Regions from separate parts of the Mus musculus genome. Here regions 1 and 3 are each linked to region 2. Evidence: chromatin contacts called from public Hi-C data. All regions are on one chromosome and are shown on one strand. The core of a region is the stretch at or near the end of the contact, and the rest is flanking DNA. Distances in the headings are between cores, read along the strand shown.

Region 1 (2,897 bases), core at 76-2,575, 73 kb after region 2:
GGCTGTGGAATCATCTCAAAGGTTGTGCCAGAAAAGAAAAGCAGACTTAGAGGCTCAAGAGAACGGAAAAATACAGATACAAGCAAGCAAGCAAGCAAGCAAGCAAGCAAGCAAGCAAGCAAGCAAGCAAGCAAGCAAAACCAGTTAAGTCAAGAAATCACACGGGGCAGTGGTGGCATATACCTTTTATGCCAGCACTCGGGAGGCAGAGGCAGGCAGATTTCTAAGTTCCAGGCCAGCCTGGTCTACAGAGTGAGTTCCAGGACAGCCAAAGCTACACAGAGAAACCCTGTCTCGAAAAAAAAAAAAAAAAAAAAAAAAAAAACCAAACAAACAAAGAAAGAAAGAAATCACACACATGGGACACTATAAATGCTGCCTTTTTTTTTTTAATCTAAGTTTTGTCAAAACCCAAGTAACTGATGGCTGACCCAAATGCCATATTCTGTATAGTTTTACAGCTTGTGCGTTTGTGAACATTACAGTAAAAACACAGGATTGAGGAAATGGAACCTGGGGAAACTTTAATTTTACTGAACTGCTCCATTACTGACATTAAGACTGTTGTAAACACAACACAAAACACCTCTCCCTCCCCAAGAGTGTCAAAGAGACAGAGGCACGTTGCAGTAGGGATTCATAAAGAAAGTGTGTATCAGCCCCCACCCCCAAACCCTCAGGAATTCAGGCTGGACACCTGCTCTGGAAATGCAAAAGCCCATGAATTCTGCGGTGGCTCATGGCTCCTGAGTGCCTATGTGGTTGGCTCATAGCTCCTGAGTGCCTATGTGGTTGCTCTCATATATTTGATTTGTCTTCCAAGCAATGCTTCACAGACATGATTTTTTAAAATTTTATTTTAATTAGGTATTTTCTTCATTTACATTTCCAATGCTATCCCAAAAGTCCCCCATATATCCCCCCACCCACTCCCACTTCTTGGCCCTGCCGTTCCCCTGTACTGAGGCATATAAAATTTGCAAGACCAATGGGCCTCTCTTTCCACAGACATGTTTTGATCTTGAATGCTTTTGGTATCTCTCATGAGGCCAATCTAGATATTCACACTCACAAGCTCAATTTCTTGGTCCCTCTAACAAACTCAAACCATTACATCTCGCTAAGACTTTGATGTCAGTTTGTTTGTTTCATGCTTTCAATAAAAGGCTGTATTTCTTCATTTGAGAAGTATTCTTGGCAGATATTACCGACCAGAACATTATTAATTGTTAAATCTATTCTGACAAATCATGTGCGAGGGAAAATGGAAAATTCCAGAACTCCACCCCCATGTAAACTCCTCCCAGAGCGCAGCCTGCAAGGCCAAGTTCTCGGCAGCTTCTTCAGGTCAGGCTGTGCCCAGTTGTGGTTCTGAGTGAGGTCAAAGGACATTTGGTTCGTCCACTTCCTTCAGCTAACTGTACCGGACCGAACCACTTTAATTTGATAAAACTATGTGTGCCTGACAGCAGCAATTAACCAAGTAACCAAAGTCCTCTTTAGAGAGTCAGAAATCTTGAGCCTGCTTCTACCCCCACCAGCACCCCAGTCCTAGTCCCTCTCCCTCCCAGATCAAACTGGTCTCCTCCAGGGATGGGAATGAGAGCCGAGCAGTGAGGCTGGTAGACCAGCTGCTTCCCGCCACCAGCAGAGGAGCGGTTCGGAGCTCAACCCCGCGGGCTTCGCTGGCGCCCACAACTTGTTTACCCTGCGTTTGGCTAGGGTTCAGGACGCCGGCGCCCCACCCTGCAGGAAGCCCTCCCGGGAAGGCTCCCCCGGCTGCCCCGCGTGGATCGTCCCAGCTCCTCGGCGCCTCTCGCCTTCCCCCAGGCAGGACAGCGAGCTCAGCCGGCGACGCCTGCAGCTGCGGGCGGTGAGAGGGGCCAGCGGGGAGCGGGGGACCCTGGGAGATTAGGGGGATGCGGGATGGAGGGCGCGGGCTCCGTGACAGTGGAGGAGGCGGGGCAGCTCAGCCGCAGGTGGTTGCGCAACTTTCGCTTTGTGGAGCGGGGTGGGGTTTCTTGTGTTGGGGTCCGCTTGGTTTCCCCCGGCTCTTGATAGGACAATGGGGTGCTGGGTGAAGGCTCTATGGGAGCATCATTCGGCCCTGGTGACATGAACTCTCGAGGGTGCAGGCCCTTCCCAGGAGACCCTCTCCACACTTTTCCCTCTTGCACCAGTGGAGCCTGTCCCCTCCTTGCAGCTCTGTGGGTCTCTCCTAGGGCCTTGGGCATAGATGTTTTCAGATAACTTTGCAAGGTTTTACTGGCAGGGGCTAAAAGATAGAGACAAGTTTTTGTTTGTTTGTTTGTTTGTGTCCCCCCCCCCCATTACTTTACAGAGTACAATATTAGCCTTTTAGGACTTAGAATTTTATATCTTATATTGTGTGGATGTACCCACTTTTAAGAACCGCAGTATGTTTGCGCTTTTATTTTGTCTATAGTAGTTTAAGTGGAGCCAGCAAGAGTAACAGAAGTATATTATGAAGACATTATGCAGTAAGGTTGATTTCCAAGATACTTCTGGGATACAGATGTTACTGCAGAAGTAAACACACAACCTCCACCTTCCAGCTCCTTGTTATGGGAAATAAGGAAGCAAGGCATTATGTAACCCTTAAAGTAGCCACACTGTCACATTGTATGGCCCAATGACATCACCAGAACAGAGGACACAAAGATGGCACATTATGCATAATTTAAGTGCCTAGGGACAATAACAAAGTTAATAAGCATTCCAGTTGCATCACACTTTGTAAGTCTTTTGAGGCTCAACTACAGGAAAGTACAGTGAAAACACACTTTAGTATAAATAACAGAAAAATGACAAATTTATTTAAACTATGAATTGTGGATAAAAATATGAATATGAAACTCCAAGTATTAAAATTATGC
Region 2 (3,064 bases), core at 271-2,770:
AGCATGACCCAAACACAATGAAGGAGTAAAGAAAGAAAGGACATTTTTAAGTGAGGAATTGACCAGGACAGAGCTCTATCCAGTTTCTAGACACTGAAAGACATGCCAGGTAATAAAACTGGCCATCCAGCCCCCAAACTACATACTCTGGTTGTGGAACAAATCCACAAAAATCAACACAGAAAGTGAATACCATGAAGGTTTGGTCCTCATTAGAGGACAGGAACTCAAGTGGCTGGAGAAGGAAATGTGGGGCAAGATAGGCAGTTTACACCTTTGCCCAAACAGTTGATGACAGAGATGGACTGTGTACCTATAGCCACTTACGTGGACCCATAGAGATGGAATATGAACTTGTGACCAATATCTAAGGGCACAGGGGCAAACTTGGAACGTGTTCTAAGGGGAATGACAACACAGAGACAGACTTGGCACTCCTGTCCTGTCCTCTTTCCTTCACTTTTTACCTCCCACTGTTAATGGCTAACCTAGATGTTGTCGGTCAGTTTTGTCTGACCCTGATCTTTCTCTACCTTCTTTTGAGAAAGGATCTCTAAAGCACACAGGTTGACCTTGGCCCTGAGTCTCCCTGCTTTAGTCTTCTACACACTGGGTTGCTGTAGGATGCCTGAATCCACTTCTACTTTTTACCCTTTTTTTTCCTAACTTCAGCTGGAACTGCCTTAGCCCCTTAAAGCTTCTGCCAGAAACTCAAAAACTCAATAAGATTACAGGACCAACATATCTGCCACTGAAATGTAAACCAATGCTCATTTCTAGTATGAACAATCCTAGGGCTTATATCCCACTGGTGACCATCATAGCCCAAACACATTCAAGATTCCCATCTCCTGTTAGTCTCTAAGCTACAAACTGATTAATCAACAACCCATTAATGAGGCTAGAACCCTCAAAATCTGATTACTATTCAAGAGTCCAACTACATTGCTACATTGGAATTCAATCTTCTAGCTCTTCGTGGAAGTGTCAGAGACAAACCACAACAAACCTCAAGACTTCAAGAATTGTAATCACTCATGCCCTTATGCTGCCTAAACGAAACAACAAAGTCTGGATGGTAGCACATCTGTTTGCTCATATTTATTTTTGAAATCTATTGCTCAGGGGAAAATACTTCTTTGAAAATATCACCACCAACTGACAATTCTCTTTGTTACTGAAGAACACAGACAGGGATCTATCATAAGGTTAATGTTTCCTGTGCTTTCTAAACAGCTTATGTTCTGTGGTCCACTGCTCCAAGGAGTAATTCTCTCGTTCACATCTGATGATTTAAGGAACACGTTTTGTTTGGCTTCAGCTGCCATAGAGAGTGAAACTTCTTAGAGCTTTGGGTAGCAGACTAGAATCTTCTGGAAATGACTCACTGCTCTTGACGCTGTTTTAAAACAGTTGTGGTTTGTGGTGTATCAAAATAATTGGTATTAACAGGAAGATGGAAGGAACTGTTTCCAACCCTATAGGGGCCAGCTTTTAATTACTGTGAAAAATATCAGAGAAAATCAACTTAAGGTCTACTTCCTCCAAACTGTCTCCACCTCCTAATAGCCCCTAGGCTGTGTACTGAGTTATTAGGTAACCCAATTAGAGCCCTCATAACCCAGTCACTATTCAGGGCCCCAACTCTGTAAAAGGCTATCTTAGAGTTCACACCTTCAACACAAGTTTTGAAATAAGTTTCAAAGACAAACTATAAAAAAACCTTGCTGGGCATGGTGGTGCACGCCTTTAATCCCAGCACTTGGGAGGCAGAGGCAGGCGGATTTGTGAGTTTGAGGCCAGCCTGGTCTACAAAATGAGTTCCAGGACAGCCAGGGCTATACAGAGAAACCCTGTCTCAAAACAAAAACAAAAACAAAAAAAAAAAAAACCCAAAAACAAAAAACAAAAACAACAACAACAACAAAAAAAAAACCCTCAAGACTGCAAAAAAGGAAATAACTAGAACTCTAACAAGGGACTCTAAACTTGGTGACTGCACAATAGCTCCATCTGAAACCCTTCCTCTGTATCTTTGTTGCCTCCACAAGTACATGACAACTTCTTGTCCAGTACTAGATCTGTAGGAGACAGGCTGTGGCTCTTTATGGCCCTGTTACTAATGCAGAACCATGTTCACTGGACTGAGTAACCCCACAGGCCAGATAGGCATCCCATGCACAAATAATGGAAATCTGTCTTTCAGTCTCCTCTGCCTGGAAAAGTCTTGGCCAACTCAGATTTTAAAACTCTTCCTCGAGCTTCATCTGAGGTAGATGTCTTGCTTCTTTTTATCTCTTCAGTCATCTCTGGGTAGATGTCAGCATCTCTCTATGGATCTGCACAGTCAGATAGTTCAGCTCTATCATCCACTGCTCTCATTAGCTTTTGATTGGTTTTGCATTAAATATACTGGATGTCAATTATTTTCTTTATTCTTGAGATTCAAGGAAACAACACAAAAGTTTACATAGTAAAAACCTTTGCTTACCTAAAAGCGCTCTGCTATTTTACACAAATTTGCTGGCCAGGAGTAGAAGCCATTTTCTCCTTGGCCCTGAAAAGTTGACTGGTGTTTTGAGGAAATGAAGAAAAAATTATATGTTTACACAGATACATTTACAAAAAAGCTGGGGTCAGGTGGGATTTGAGTCTGATGGAATGGCACCAACTACACAGCAACCCAGAACCTAAGTTTTTTAATTCTGTGTAGCACAGGCAGAAATTAGCTGTTCTCACTAGGAGGTCTATGTAGGTGAGCAGTCTCAGGCTATAAACTCCAGGAAGTATAAACTGCAGCTGTAGTATTTGCACACATCGGCCTTTCAGCCATAAACACTTATGCCTAGATGAGAAGAAGGCTGGGCCATCTCTGAGTCTGGCCCCTATGGGGAAGACTTTGACCATTTCCCATGAGGCTGAGGCATTGGGTCCTTGACATGGCCATGGGCCAGGAAAGGGGATAACATTGAAATGTAAATAAAGGAAATATCTAATAAAAAATCTAAAAAATAAAAAAAGAGAGTCATTCAGGATGGTGTTCATTTCTCATCTCCTCATATAC
Region 3 (2,894 bases), core at 63-2,562, 100 kb after region 2:
TAATTCTGTCTTTCTGTCTTCTAATTGCTTTTGTTCTGTCCCCACAGTTGGACAACATACACGTTCTTCAGCATGTTGAGCCTCTGGAACGTATGTATAACTTTGTCCTGATTCACATTGTGTTTTGATTAGAGGTATTTTAATCAGATGGAAATTTGTATTACTTCATACCTAGTCCCTCATTTTATGTTGATGGCCTTTTCTAGTGATTCAGAGAGAGAAGACTATTCTCTGTTACTTTATATTCATAAAAGCAGTAGAGTGAATTATTATATAGAGTCTTATCTATTGCTATTCCATGCACTGATGATCTTTCATCTATGGACCCCTGGAAAGACGATCATAGTCAGGTGGCTTGGTTCTCAGCTCCCTGCAGGTCCCTTGTGCTCAAGGTAGGAGCTGGCTTTGGTCATTCTGAATTTATTTTCGTATTCACAAGTACCATGTCTCCAGTCATTTTGTCCATTTCATGAGCTGATTAAATCATAGTCTGATGTGTGATTCGTTAAACTGGTTTTATTATTAACATTTTCTGGATTCCAATATTTCAGGAACATTGTATTATCTATTACTTTTATGTGGGAAAACTGTGAAAATAATTTCATAAACCTAGCAAATGTTTGACATTTTGAGAATGCTTAATGGCTCACATGGTTGTATTTCACCTTTTCACCTGAAATTTTTAAAAATCTTTTTGGCTTTCAGCTCCAATCATACTACTATCACCACTACTACCACAAGTACTACAACTACTACTTCTCCTCCTCCTCTGTCTCCTTCGTCGTCTTTGTCGTCGTCTTCATTGTCGTCTTCATCGTTTTCATTGTCCTCCTTCTCTTCATCCTTCTTCTCCTTCCTTTATCTTCTTTCATTAAATAACGAAGGCTGTCTGAAGCCTGTCTCAGCTGGTTCTAACTTAAGATCCTTTTCTCATTCTAACTTTTAGTGATGACACGTTTTGAAACTAATAATAGATATGACATCAAGAACAACATAGACCAGATGGTCTATATCGTAACTGAAGACACAGATGACTTTACCAGGAATGCCTATCGGAACCTACGACCCTTTGTGCTCCGGGTCACTGACTGCCTGGGCCGAGAGATCATGACCATGCAGAGGCCTTTCCGATGCACCTGCTGTTGCTTCTGCTGCCCCTGTGCAAGACAAGAGGTCAGAGACCAGGGGTGGGATTCAGAGTTGCTTCCTGATCTGCCCTTGACACAATGGTTGGTCTTCTTCCTAAACATGAAGGAAAGCTTTCTAGCCCTACTGCTCAGAATGAAACTGAAACTAGGGGAGAGGAAGGAAGCTTAATTATATCACAAGACAGACCTTAACAGTTTTCCTCTCCTTATGTGCTAGATAGGTGGCAGGGCTGGGGTGGGAGCATCAAGTACAACTTGAGGCTGCTTTGGCAGTAGTTACTTTCTGATGAATTAGGTACTTATAGGGAAGGACAGTAATCATATGTTATACAATGGTATCAACATATTCCACAGATGACAAATGGGGAAGGACTTTTGATTGCAGGAGCCAATCACAGCCTACAGTTTTCTGCAAAAAAAAAAAAAAAAAAAAAAAAAAAAAAAAAGTCTTAAAAGTAGATGTAATGCCATCCAGAAGTACCCTGAAGATGGTAGAGTTAGACATACAGTGTGCATGCGCTGTGTTGTGGTTTGGTCTTTCTCGTGTGCCATAACGCAGGTCCAGAAAAAAGAATTGTTGCAGAAAACAAGCAAGCAATCAAGAAAAAAACAATAACAAACTTGTACATGTGTCCCAGTCTCTGTGAGGCCATGTGTCCTGAAGATGCTGTTCCCTTAGAGTCATTTATCACTCTTGGTTCTTAGAACATTTCTACCTCCTCTTCTGCATAGATCCTAAGACCTGAGATTGTAGGTGTAGATGGAGACATTCCATTTAGAGCTGAATGAACCCACATCCTTATCTCTGTATATTGGCCACTTGTGGGTCTCTGTGTTATTTCCCATCTGCTTCAAGAAGCTTTTCTGATGAGGGTCAAGTGAAGCGATGGGTATAGCAATAGGTCACTGAGAGTCATTTTATTGCTATGTTCTGTTAGCTCAGTAATAGTAGATTTTCTTCTATAAGCATGACCCGGGTTCTTGGCCACTTGAAATGGATCATGAAATATAATCACTGGTCATGAAGTATGATCTTCTTAATGAGTTCTTGAATTCAGTTTCCAGTATTTTCCTGAGAGGTTTCTGCCTAGTGTTCTGTGGGTTTCTTTTATGTTCTGCCATTATATGGTTTTGATACCAAGGGAACACACTACCTTTGCTCAGTTAATCTTGTTGGTTATTACTGTTCTGATTAAGTTATTTATATCTTCTTGATTTAATTTTTGCAGATGATATGCATTAAGCTGTTCGGAAAGTTTTCATAGCATTGCCTAAAGGTACTTTTGGATTACATTGGACTTTGTTTTAATTCCTCTCCCTTGTCTGTAATTTTGTTAAATTTTGCCCTCTTTTTATTTTGGCTCATGTGGCTAGGGATCTTTCAATCTTGTTCATCTTTTCAAAAATAAAGTATTTTAGTTGAGCTTGTGTATCTTTTTAAGTTATCAGTTTTCTGCCCTAATCTTTATAATTACTTACCATCTACCTCATTTTGACTGGGCTTGCTGTTAACTTTCCAGAACCTTTAAGTGACTCATTAGATTATTTGAGAGCTGACCTTTAACGGGGGCCTTCCCAGCTCCAACATTTCCCTTAGAACTGCCCCGTCTGCGTCCTGGTTATTTGAGAAGCTTTGTTGTTATTTCAACTTGAATGTATTATTATTTCAAGTTTCTCCTTGATTTCTTCAGTGATCCAGTGTTCATAGAAAGTGTGCGAGTACTGGTGTCATTTCTATAGTTTTCC

The links. A called contact is a pair of places that touch in the nucleus more often than the background predicts.
Region 1: a contact with region 2 is called in a Hi-C map of natural killer cells, with 3 times the contacts expected there. The contact joins the promoter of Plscr4 here to the enhancer-like site in region 2. A contact is called at or near these places in 7 of 39 promoter capture datasets (the 3T3-L1 cell line, 3T3-L1-derived adipocytes, the C10 cell line and 2 more), 2 of 15 datasets of contacts at CTCF or cohesin (the NIH/3T3 cell line and pro-B cells), 5 of 484 Hi-C or Micro-C datasets (natural killer cells, pancreatic cancer cells, uterus and 1 more), 3 of 115 datasets of contacts at active chromatin or transcription factors (the 230-238 cell line, effector CD8 T cells and embryonic stem cells) and 1 of 9 other capture datasets (liver).
Region 3: a Hi-C map of the 63-12 cell line shows a contact between it and region 2, with 2.4 times the contacts expected there. The contact joins two enhancer-like sites. A contact is called at or near these places in 1 of 15 datasets of contacts at CTCF or cohesin (CD8 T cells), 13 of 484 Hi-C or Micro-C datasets (the 63-12 cell line, the AML12 cell line, the C10 cell line and 10 more) and 1 of 115 datasets of contacts at active chromatin or transcription factors (CD8 T cells).

The regions. Positions count from the first base shown.
Region 1 is chr9:92,456,053-92,458,949 of GRCm38.p6, forward strand. It overlaps Plscr4 (phospholipid scramblase 4), which reads left to right and starts at 1,326. Exons shown (of 9, transcript NM_178711.3): 1 at 1,326-1,873.
Region 2 is chr9:92,383,216-92,386,279 of GRCm38.p6, forward strand. No RefSeq gene overlaps it. Among named protein-coding and RNA genes, the nearest start is that of Plscr4, 73 kb to the right of the region's middle. Within about 2 kb of position 1,521, at least 64 of the 459 cell types and tissues checked have an H3K27ac peak or open chromatin away from gene starts, as enhancers often do. A contact at or near this core is called in the 230-238 cell line, the 63-12 cell line, the HPC-7 cell line and 4 more, where this site is marked.
Region 3 is chr9:92,483,774-92,486,667 of GRCm38.p6, forward strand. Plscr4 (phospholipid scramblase 4) reads left to right here. Exons shown (of 9, transcript NM_178711.3): 5 at 48-90; 6 at 947-1,173. Among named protein-coding and RNA genes, the nearest start is that of Plscr4, 28 kb to the left of the region's middle. Within about 2 kb of position 1,313, at least 11 of the 459 cell types and tissues checked have an H3K27ac peak or open chromatin away from gene starts, as enhancers often do. A contact at or near this core is called in the 63-12 cell line and the HPC-7 cell line, where this site is marked.